2 separate regions of the Sus scrofa genome follow, and region 1 is linked to region 2. Evidence: chromatin contacts called from public HiChIP or PLAC-seq data. All regions are on one chromosome and are shown on one strand. Each heading gives the region's core, a stretch centred on a gene start, on an enhancer-like site or on the middle of the called end of the contact. The rest is flanking DNA. Distances are from core to core; before and after follow the strand shown.

The links. HiChIP or PLAC-seq counts read pairs in DNA pulled down with a chosen protein or histone mark.
Region 1: a contact with region 2 is called in an H3K27ac HiChIP or PLAC-seq map of alveolar macrophages. The contact joins two enhancer-like sites. A contact is called at or near these places in 2 of 2 datasets of contacts at active chromatin or transcription factors (alveolar macrophages and skeletal muscle).

What each region holds. Positions count from the first base shown.
Region 1 is chr1:5,097,327-5,102,141 of Sscrofa11.1, forward strand. All of the region lies in intron 4 of PACRG (parkin coregulated gene protein), which reads right to left. Among named protein-coding and RNA genes, the nearest start is that of QKI, 220 kb to the left of the region's middle. Within about 2 kb of position 3,060, at least 8 of the 83 cell types and tissues checked have an H3K27ac peak or open chromatin away from gene starts, as enhancers often do. A contact at or near this core is called in alveolar macrophages, where this site is marked.
Region 2 is chr1:4,700,912-4,705,684 of Sscrofa11.1, forward strand. No RefSeq gene overlaps it. Among named protein-coding and RNA genes, the nearest start is that of QKI, 180 kb to the right of the region's middle. Within about 2 kb of position 3,215, at least 1 of the 83 cell types and tissues checked has an H3K27ac peak or open chromatin away from gene starts, as enhancers often do. A contact at or near this core is called in alveolar macrophages, where this site is marked.

The DNA.
Region 1 (4,815 bases), core at 1,810-4,309, 400 kb after region 2:
CTAAACAAACAGTTCTCCAGAGAAAACATACAGATGGCTGAGAAACACATGAAAAGATGTTCAACATCAGTCATCATTAGAGAGATGCAAATCAAAACCACTCTGAGGTACCACCTTACACCAGCCAGAATGGCCATCATCCAAAAGTCTACAAACAATAAGTGCTGGAGAGGGTGTGGCGAAAAAGGAACCCTAGTACACTGTTGGTGGGATTGTAAATTGGTGCAACCACTATGGAAAGCAATATGGAGATTCCTCAGAAAACTAAACATAGAACTACCATTTGATCCAGCAATCCCACTCCTGGGCATCTATCCAGAGAAAACCACGACTCGCAGAGACACATGTACTCCAGTGTTCATTGCAGCACTATTTGCAATAGCCAAGACGTGGAAACAACCTAAATGCCATCAACAGAAGAGTGGATCAAGAAGAGGTGGTACATATACACAATGGAATATTACTCAGCCATTAAAAGGAACAAAATACTGGCATTTTTTGCAACATGGATGGACCTAGAAATTATCATGCTAAGTGAAGTCAGCCATACAATGAGACACCAACATCAAATGCTTTCACTGACCTGTGGAATCTGAAAAAAGGACAGACTAAACTTCTTTGTAGAACAGATGCTGACTCACAGACATTGAAAAACTTATGGTCTCCGGAGGAGACAGTTTGGGGGGTGGGGGGATGTGCTTGGGCTGTGGATGGAAATCCTGTGAAATCAGATTGTTATGATCCTTATACAACCACAGATGTGATAAGTTCATCTGAGTAATTAAAAAAAAAAAAAGAAAAAAGAAATCTCCTCTCATCTCTAAAGCCAGGCACGTCTTTACTTGCAACCTGGGGAAGTTACCTCCTGAGCTTGGCTACTGTTTCTGCAAGGACAGGAATTTTGTCCAGGTTTTTTTCTCCTTCCCTCCTCCCTCCCTTCCTACTTCTCTCCCTGGTTCCCTCCCTCCTTCTTTCTACTTCCAGGACTGAACATAGTGACTCTTAGCTGGTGGGTGTTCAAAAAATATTTACTACACAAATAAACAAATGCTAATCAAAAGAAGACAAGCCCAGCACATGACCAGGCTGGTGTGCTGTCTGGGAATTTTCCTTTGTCCTCCACTATTGGGCAGAGTGTCACTGACCAAAGAAAGGGGAAGTTTTGCTCTTGTGACTTAGCCCGAGATGGCACAATTTTCTCTTGAAGCAAATGTTATGGCAAGAGAATCAGAGACATGTTTGTATATTTGTCCCGCCCATGGTCATGGGCACCTGAAGAAATAAAAGAGCTATTAGAATAAAGAAGTGAATGTTTGTGTGCAAAGACGCCCCACAGGTAAGGGAAAGCAAGACACAGAAACTAACATTGACTAATCCTAACTCTTCTACTTGTATTCTGTTATTTCTCTCAGTAGGGTTATTTTGACGTGGAAGTCAAAACCTCTAAATTAGGTACGTGCTTGGAAATAAACAGAAAAATCTTTTTACCTGGGCTCTGCACAGGAGAATGGAAACATTAAATGATTTTAGCATCCGAGATAAGAAATCCAAAATCAAAACGGCCTATTTATCTTCTGACTCACTATGTCGCAGAAGCAAAATGTGGGCTAATAAGCGAAAACGCCAGGCTCGTCCACGGGGAGGCTGCCTGAGGAAGCAGCGCTGTGCCTGCTCTTCCGTCCAGTGTCGCTCAGAGCCCATCTGGCCTAACCCTTCCTTACGTTTCACAGTGTCGTGGACCAGGGCTCAAAGGCCTGGCTGCTTTGCAGCTTACGGGACGCTTGGTTTTCTCACGGCAGCTTACTGTCTGCCTGGATCTCAACAGCTACTTTTATGCACCCCTTGGGCTACCAGAGAAATCCCACGACGCCTTCCACCAAAAATAACTGTCTCCAAAAATTCCTCAGGAGTGGCAGCATCCAGGGCGACCCGGGTCGGGGATTCACTCACCACCATCTCCAGCCTTCCTGGGTCACCCCCGGAAGCCGACTCAAATACACACATAAGCAAAGCAAAGACTGTGCTTCTCTGCAAACACAGCTTCCAGGGGAGTCTCCCAAGCTCCCTTCCGACCGGCTCACCTCCCTAAGGAGATTTCAGAGCTGACACTGCTCCCCAGGTTTTAAAATTAACTCTCCTTCCTCCACCCCCGCCAAGGCCAAACCCAGTTATCTGCAAGGGCAGGTCTCGGGGGAAAATACTAACAGTGGTAGCCTTCCTCTCAACACGCAGATATCGGCAGGGATTTAAGAGACGCAGAAATCCAGGTTAGGAGAAGGATGAGAGACAAGGATAATTTCACCTCATGAAGACTCAGGAAGTTGAGCAGCTTTCAGGTATATAAGATATACGATTTGGCAACATGGCATCATGGAAAAAACTGGCAGTTCAGCTCTGCTCTTACCCAGCTCTACGTTGGACAAATGCTTTCATCTCTTGGAGCTTAAGTTTTCTGATGTATAATAAGGTAAAGCCAAGGCCTCCTTCTTATGATTGCTGTGAGATTAAATGAGGTAATTGAGGTAACGGCAGAGGCAGCATCAGTGACAGTGACAGGAGTGAGGGTCAGAGATAGTGCCCAGCTATTTTCTACTTCGAATGAGAATTGAATAAAAAGAAACCCACAAACGCTTAGGAGCAGTTTAAGTTGGGTACCCGAAGTAATTTCCTCACGGGGACAACGTGGCTTGAAGCGGAGGAGTCTGGGCTTCTTCTGCAAGGGCCTCTAGACCAGATGCCCCTTTCTCTGAGTCAGCCATGCCCCTGGCATGGTTTGGCCAGAGCAGGGAAGTGACTGATGGGTCTGTGGGAGGAGGAAGTGTCTATGAGTCTGTGACCAGGCGTTGGGAACTGAAGTTTTGAAAAGTCAGATTCTCCATGTGCTGTTCTGTTCTCAGACTGGGTGGTGACACGTGTTTCCAAGTAAGTGGGAAAGGACATCATACAGAAGAAACCCTTTCCAGGGACCCGGAATTCCTGGCGCGGCGCTCTGTGGCTGGCCGACGCTTCCTGAGCCTGGCCTCGTCTTGCACAGGGTCGTGAAATGACAGCGGATGGCTCTGGGAGCTTTGCCTTGTCATAAACGTTCTGCTAGCAGCTGCCCCAGGGAGTGTGTGCCACCCTCTATGCACTGAATTATCTTCGCTCTGGGAGCCCAGGGCGCTGCTCGAAGAAATGGGAAGAATGAGACACCGCCACCCTAGATGCAAATTTTAACCCAGGGACTCACGAATTGCTGGACACGTGTGGGTGGAAGTTGCTGGTTTGGGAGCTTCCAGACACCCACTAAGTACTCTCCTGCTTGGAGGTGTAGAGGGAGGGTCCTCGAAAGTACTTCCTACAAAAAGGGAAGCAGTGACTTGAATTCTTATCCCACGACCTGGAGGCCTTGAGGCAAAATCTTTTGAAATACGTGAGGAGATGGAGAGCAAGGACCTAAGCCAGGAGGCTCTACCTTATTGCAGGATTCAAAGCCTGAAGCAGACCCGCCTAAACCGTGGAGAATGGCCATGCTTTGGCTTCTAAAAGGGGGTATGGTATCTTTATAACCCAGGCGCAAGGTCTGCTACAGTCTAGCCCCGGAGGAGAAAAGATCATGGCACAAAGTGTCTCTATTCTACGGACAGACTACTTTTGGAAATTCTAAAACCTATTCGTTATTTTTGAATTTTTAATTGGCTCATAAATGCAATAGATGTTTAGAATTATAGAGAAATTTTGACATAATCTAGACGAATCTCAAAATTTAATTTTTAAAACAACTTTTCTTCTCTCATTTTACAGTTCGTTATGGAAGAGATGGTAAGCAAAAGAACCAAAGGCAATCCTTTATACCCTCCCTTCCAAGAAATAGCCATTATTATTGCATTTAAATGCATTTCCTTCTGATGTATGCGTGTGTGCGCATATATGTGTATTTAACACACACATAGTAACACACAATTTGGATTATATTATATACGGAGTTCCCGTCGTGGCACACCAGAAATGAATCCAACTAGGAACCGTGTGGTTGCAGGTTCAATCGCTGGCCTCACTCAGCAGCAGGATCTGGTGTTGCCATGAGCTGTGGTGTAGGTCGCAGATGTGGCTCGGATCTGGTGTGGCCGTGGCTCTGGTGTAGGCCTGCAGCTGTGGCTCAGATTAGACTCCTAGTCTGGGAATCTCCATATGCTGCGGGTGTGGCCCTAAAAAGCAAAAAAAAAAAAAAAAAAAAAAAAAAAAAAGTTATATTATATTCATTTTCATACCTTAATTTTAAACTTTTTATCTTGCTTTTATCATATCCTTAAAATGTTTCACTTTAAATAGCAATGTAATATTCCATCAAGGGAATAAAATATAATTTACTTCACCATTTCCATATTGGTGGGCATTTTACTTATTTCTGTTTCGTCATTGTTACTAAAAACAAATTTAAAATATCTAATGATTTCAGTCTATCTCTACCTTTAATTATTTCTTTAGGTTTAATTCCTGGATTTAAAAATGATTATGTTGAGTTTGTGAGTATTTTAAAATCTAGTTGGCAAACCAATCTCTCTGTATTAGGGATTAGGACTTGAAGTCAAGGGGTCTAGAATCTTCCAGAGATTGCATAGCTCTGTGCTAGAAGTGTGCCCTGAACCCAGGTCTCCTGACACCCAGTAAAGCTCCCTTGCATGCGTTTCAGGATCCAGTCAAAGTGAAGGAAGCAAGAAAGTGTATTGATCAATGCAAGCAGCATTCTTTTTCCCAGGGAAAAGATCCTTGGGAGTTTCTCAGACTGTGTGTGTCTGTGTGTGTGTGTCTGTGTGTGTGTGTACTAATAAAAAT
Region 2 (4,773 bases), core at 1,965-4,464:
AAATAGACTGACGCTAAATTTCTTTCTTAGCCTTTATCTTCTTTTCAATGGGTCTAACTAAAAGCAGTTAAAAGTATGGAGTTGCCCATCGTGGCTCAGTGGTTAATGAATCCGACTAGGAACCAATGAGGTTGTGGGTTCAATCCCTGGTCTTGCTCAGTGGGTTAAGGATCCCGCGTTCCCGTGAGCTGTGGTGTAGGCTGGCAGCTACAGCTCCGATTTGACCCCTGGCCTAGGAACCTCCATATGCCACGAGTGTGGCCCTAGAAAAGGCAAAAAGAGAAAGAAAAAAAAAAGTAGATTTGATTCAGATTCAGTATTGTTAGCAATACTGATGCTTGTGTATTTCCGCCTCTTTATTGAGACTGACGAACATGCAGCATTGTATATGTATATAATGTAATGATTTGATATACATATGTATCGCAGAACATGTACCACAATAAAGTTTAACACGTTCATCACATCACATAGTTAACCTTTTCGTGTGTGATGAAAATGTAGGGTCTACCGTCTTAGCAACTTCCAGGTATACAACACCAGTTAACTATAGTCGCCATGCTGTGCTTGCATCCCCGCGGCTTATTCACCTTATAACCAGAAGTTTGCATCCGTTGGCCACCTTCATCCAATTTTCCCACCCCATCCTCCTGCCCTTGGCAACCACCCGTCTACACTGCATATCTATGTTTTGGGATTGTTGTTGTTGTTTTTAAAGATTGCACATATAGGAGTTCCTGTTGTGGCGCCGCAGAAATGAATCCGACGAGGAACCGTGAGGTTGCAGGTTCAATCCCTGGCCTCGCTCAGTGGGTTAAGGATCTAGTGTTGCCTCCAGCTGTGGTGTAGGTCGCAGACACAGCTTCGATCCCGAGTTGCTATGGCTGTGGCATAGGCTGGCGTCTACAGCTCCGATTAGACCCCTAGCCTGGGAATCTCCATATACCGTGGGTGCAGCCCTCAAAAAAGACAAAAGACAAAAAAAAAAAAAAGATTGGGCATATAAGTGAGAGCATGCAATATTTTATTTCTCTGACTTAGTTCACTTAACATAATACTTTCAAGATGCATCCGTGTTGTAGCAAATGGCGGGATTTCCTTCTTTCTCGTGGCTGAAGATTATTCCATTGTATGTAGAGTAGATACTGTTTCTTCTTTATCCAGTCATTGTCAAGGGACACTTCATATTTCGGCTCTTATGACTGATGCTACAGTGAACTTGAGGATGCGGCTATCTATCTCTTTAAGACGGAGGTTTCATTTTCTTCGGATGTCATTATGGTGGTTTTATTCTTAATTTTTTGAGGAACCTCCGCACGGTTTCCTACGGTAGCTGCACCAGTTTACATTCCCACCAACAGTGTGCAAGGCTTCCCTTTCATCCTCCCCAGCATTTGTTATCTCTTGCCTTTTTGATGCTAGCCGTCCTAACAGGTGTAGGGTGATGTCTCATTGTGGTTCTGGCGCATGTCCCTGATGATTAGTGATGCTGAGCAACTTTTCATGGACACGTTGGCCATCTGTATTTCTTGGGAAAAATGCCTATTCCATTCCTTTGCCCACGTTTTAATTGGATTATTTGGGGGGGGGGTTGCTGTTGAGCTGTATGACTTCCTTATGTATTTCGGATATTAACTCTTATCAGATGTATGATTTGCAAATATTTTCTTTGATTCAGTAGGTTGCCTTTTAATTTTGTTGATGTTTTCCTTTGCTGTTTAGAAGCTTTGTCATTTGATACAGTCCGACCTGTTTATTTTTGCTTTATAGCTTGTGCTTTTGGTGTCATATCCAAAAAAATCACTGCCAAAACCAATGTCAGGAAGCTTTTCCCTACATTTTATTCAAGGAGTTTTATGGCTTCAGGTCTTACATTTAAGTCTTTAATCAATTTCAAGTTAATTTTGTGAGTTGTATGATCTTCTTTATTAGAAACATAAGAGAAAAAAGGAACCATAGGAGTTCCCACTGTAGTGCAGTGGATTAAGAATCAGACTGCAGTGGCTCAGATCACTGCAGAGGTGCAGGCTTGATCCCTAGCCTGGCACAGTGTGTTAAATGACCCAGCATTCCCATCTGCAGCTGTGGTGTAGGTGGCAGCTGTGACTCAGATTCAATCCCTGGCCTGGGACCTTCCGTATGTGGCAGATGTGGCCATTAAAAAGAAAAGAAAAAAAAAAGGAACTACGTAGATAGACATTACATATGCTGTTAGATGCCAGTATTAAATAACTGAGCAGCCTTGACCTACACGAGCCAAGAAGCAACTTCACACCAGAAAGTTCATTCTGAACTTTCAACCTTGTCACTTTCACCAAGCCAGTTCTCTCTGCCCATGTAAGGAGTGCCCAGGCATGGGTCTACCTCTCCACCCCTTCCTTCATTACTCATCCTGTTTCTTACCTTCTTCCCCAGCCCATCCACCGACTGTTGTCCTCCTCCTTCCCTTCTGTTGGGTCACCTGGGTCCCCATTCCACTGCAGGCCACCTCTCTATATCAGGATGGCAACTAGATCTTCAACTGGCATGTCGGCTCTAGTGGGTGACTGGAGCACCATACGAGGATTCTGATGTCCTGCCAGAATTCCATGGGGAAGATGCCATTGCAGTCACACATGCAGTCCTATGATGCCCATAAACTAGAATTGGTTCATTGGTGCCCTCCACGAGAATACAGTCAGTCTCAAGTGTGAGAGAAAGATAAGAGGAAGGAAAGGAAATGTTATTCTTAAAACCCTTTAGGAATTAAAGAAAAGAAGAAAGCTCACATAGTAACCTTAATCTAGGTTCCAGAAAATTTGAATTTCAAGAGGATAAAAATAGGTATTATGTCTAATTTCAGCTCATTTCTCTCCAAGGGAGTCTCTCTCTCTCTCTCTCTCGAAGAATTTTATTTTAGGTGTTGCTTTTTTTCTCAAAACTATCTTTAAAAGTTATCTGGCTTCCTTAAGTATCTTCCCAGCACCTAGCAATGGCAGGCATTGTATGAAGCCTCTGACTGTCAGGTTGATAGACTGTTCAATGAACACCAGATCAGGAGGGGAAAGAAAAAAAAAAGATTTTGAGTCTATAATGAAGAGAGAGTAGCAGGCTTCTGTTCTAAAAAGACAGCACCTCGGGAGTGTTTTAAGAATGAAAATCCCCATCTATGTCCTCACTTGCTTTTCTGTTCCCAACAAGGGAACTGAAACTCGGACTTGAGAAATAAAATCAAATTTTGAAATGATTTCTTATGAAATAACTTTGCCTGCCCAGACACATGAACAGATTGACTCGCTTAAACTCTTCCTTGAAAATTGCTGTTTCCATTTCTGCCTCCTCTTTCTCTGCCTCCTCTTCTTCTACTTCTCCTTTATGATTTTATGTCAAATATTGTTTTATCTTTAAAAGTTGCTTGTTTACACAAACACACAATTTGCAAAAATATACCAATGCTTGTTTTTTTTTTTTTTTTTTTTTTTTTTTTCCTTTCCCTGACCTTTCTCTTTTCCCTCCTTGGTAGACAGAAAAATGTGTCCTCCCAAAGATGTCCACATCTTAAACCCCCCAAACTTGCATGTTACCTTACATGACAAAAAGGACTTTGAAAGGGTGATCAATTAAGGACCTTGAGATGGGGAGACTTTTGGATTATCCAAGAGGGCATAGTGTAATCACCAGGATCTTTGTAAGAAAGAGGCAAGAGGGTCAGTGTCAGAGAGAAAATGTGACGATGGAAGGAAGTTAGAGAAGAAAGAAGTTGCGCTTCTGGCTTTGCAGGTGGAGGGAGGCCATGAACCAAGACATGTCGGCCACCTGCACATGATAGAAAAATCAAGGACATGAATTCTTTTCCCGGAGCTACAGACTGAGAGTAGGCATGTGGTCTGCCTTCCAGGTTCCTGCAGGAGTAGTTTTCCCAAATGTTTTGCTGTAGCATAAACAAGCCACCAGCTCTTTAGGGATCTGTCTCCTCAAATTACCTCTTGACAGAGAGCAGTCAGTCAACCCTGAACACTCACCTTGTGAACCAGAAGTAAACATCCACCTAATATGAGCCATTAGAATTCCTGGTTTCTTTTTTTATAGCAGCTCCTGCTACCCCAACACACACAGAAATTGTGACCTTGCGGTGACGTATACAGGAAAAGAGAGATAGTGGCACGGGGTCAGGTTAGAGATGGCAAGGAGGTCGACGTGGCAAGCTGGGGTCTAGGGATGAGGAAGGCGTCTCCCCACTGGTGGCAACAGTATTATGGATTTTTAGATATTTTCCTCAGTATTCAGATAATATACTCACACATATCTATGACATGCGCACACCTGGGCATAGATGATGAAGGGTTTGGTTATTGGTTTTTTTAATCAAAGGGAACTCATAGAGCATTTCTCTTCCCACGCTCAACAATATGCTATAAATCACTGCAACTCCATATATTCCAATTCATTATTTTTGTAACAGCTGCATAATATTCCAAATGGTTGTACTGTAACTTAATCCTTTCCCTGACTCTGCATCTTCATAGGCATTGTCACTCTGACCACGATGCTGTGATAAATAACTTTGACAAGTATTCATGCAGGCTGATGCTTTGTTTCCATGAGATAAGCTCTCAGGAGTGGAACTGCTGGGTTAAAGGGTCAGTGTGTTTTCATTTTAACAAATATTCCCAATTTGTTTTCCAAAACAGTTGTTGACTTTTTCCCACCAGCCCTGCCTGGTAATGGCCCCCTGGCCTCACATGCTCACTTGCAGTTTTTTGGTTTTTTTCTTGCCCACCTCCCTGGTAGTTG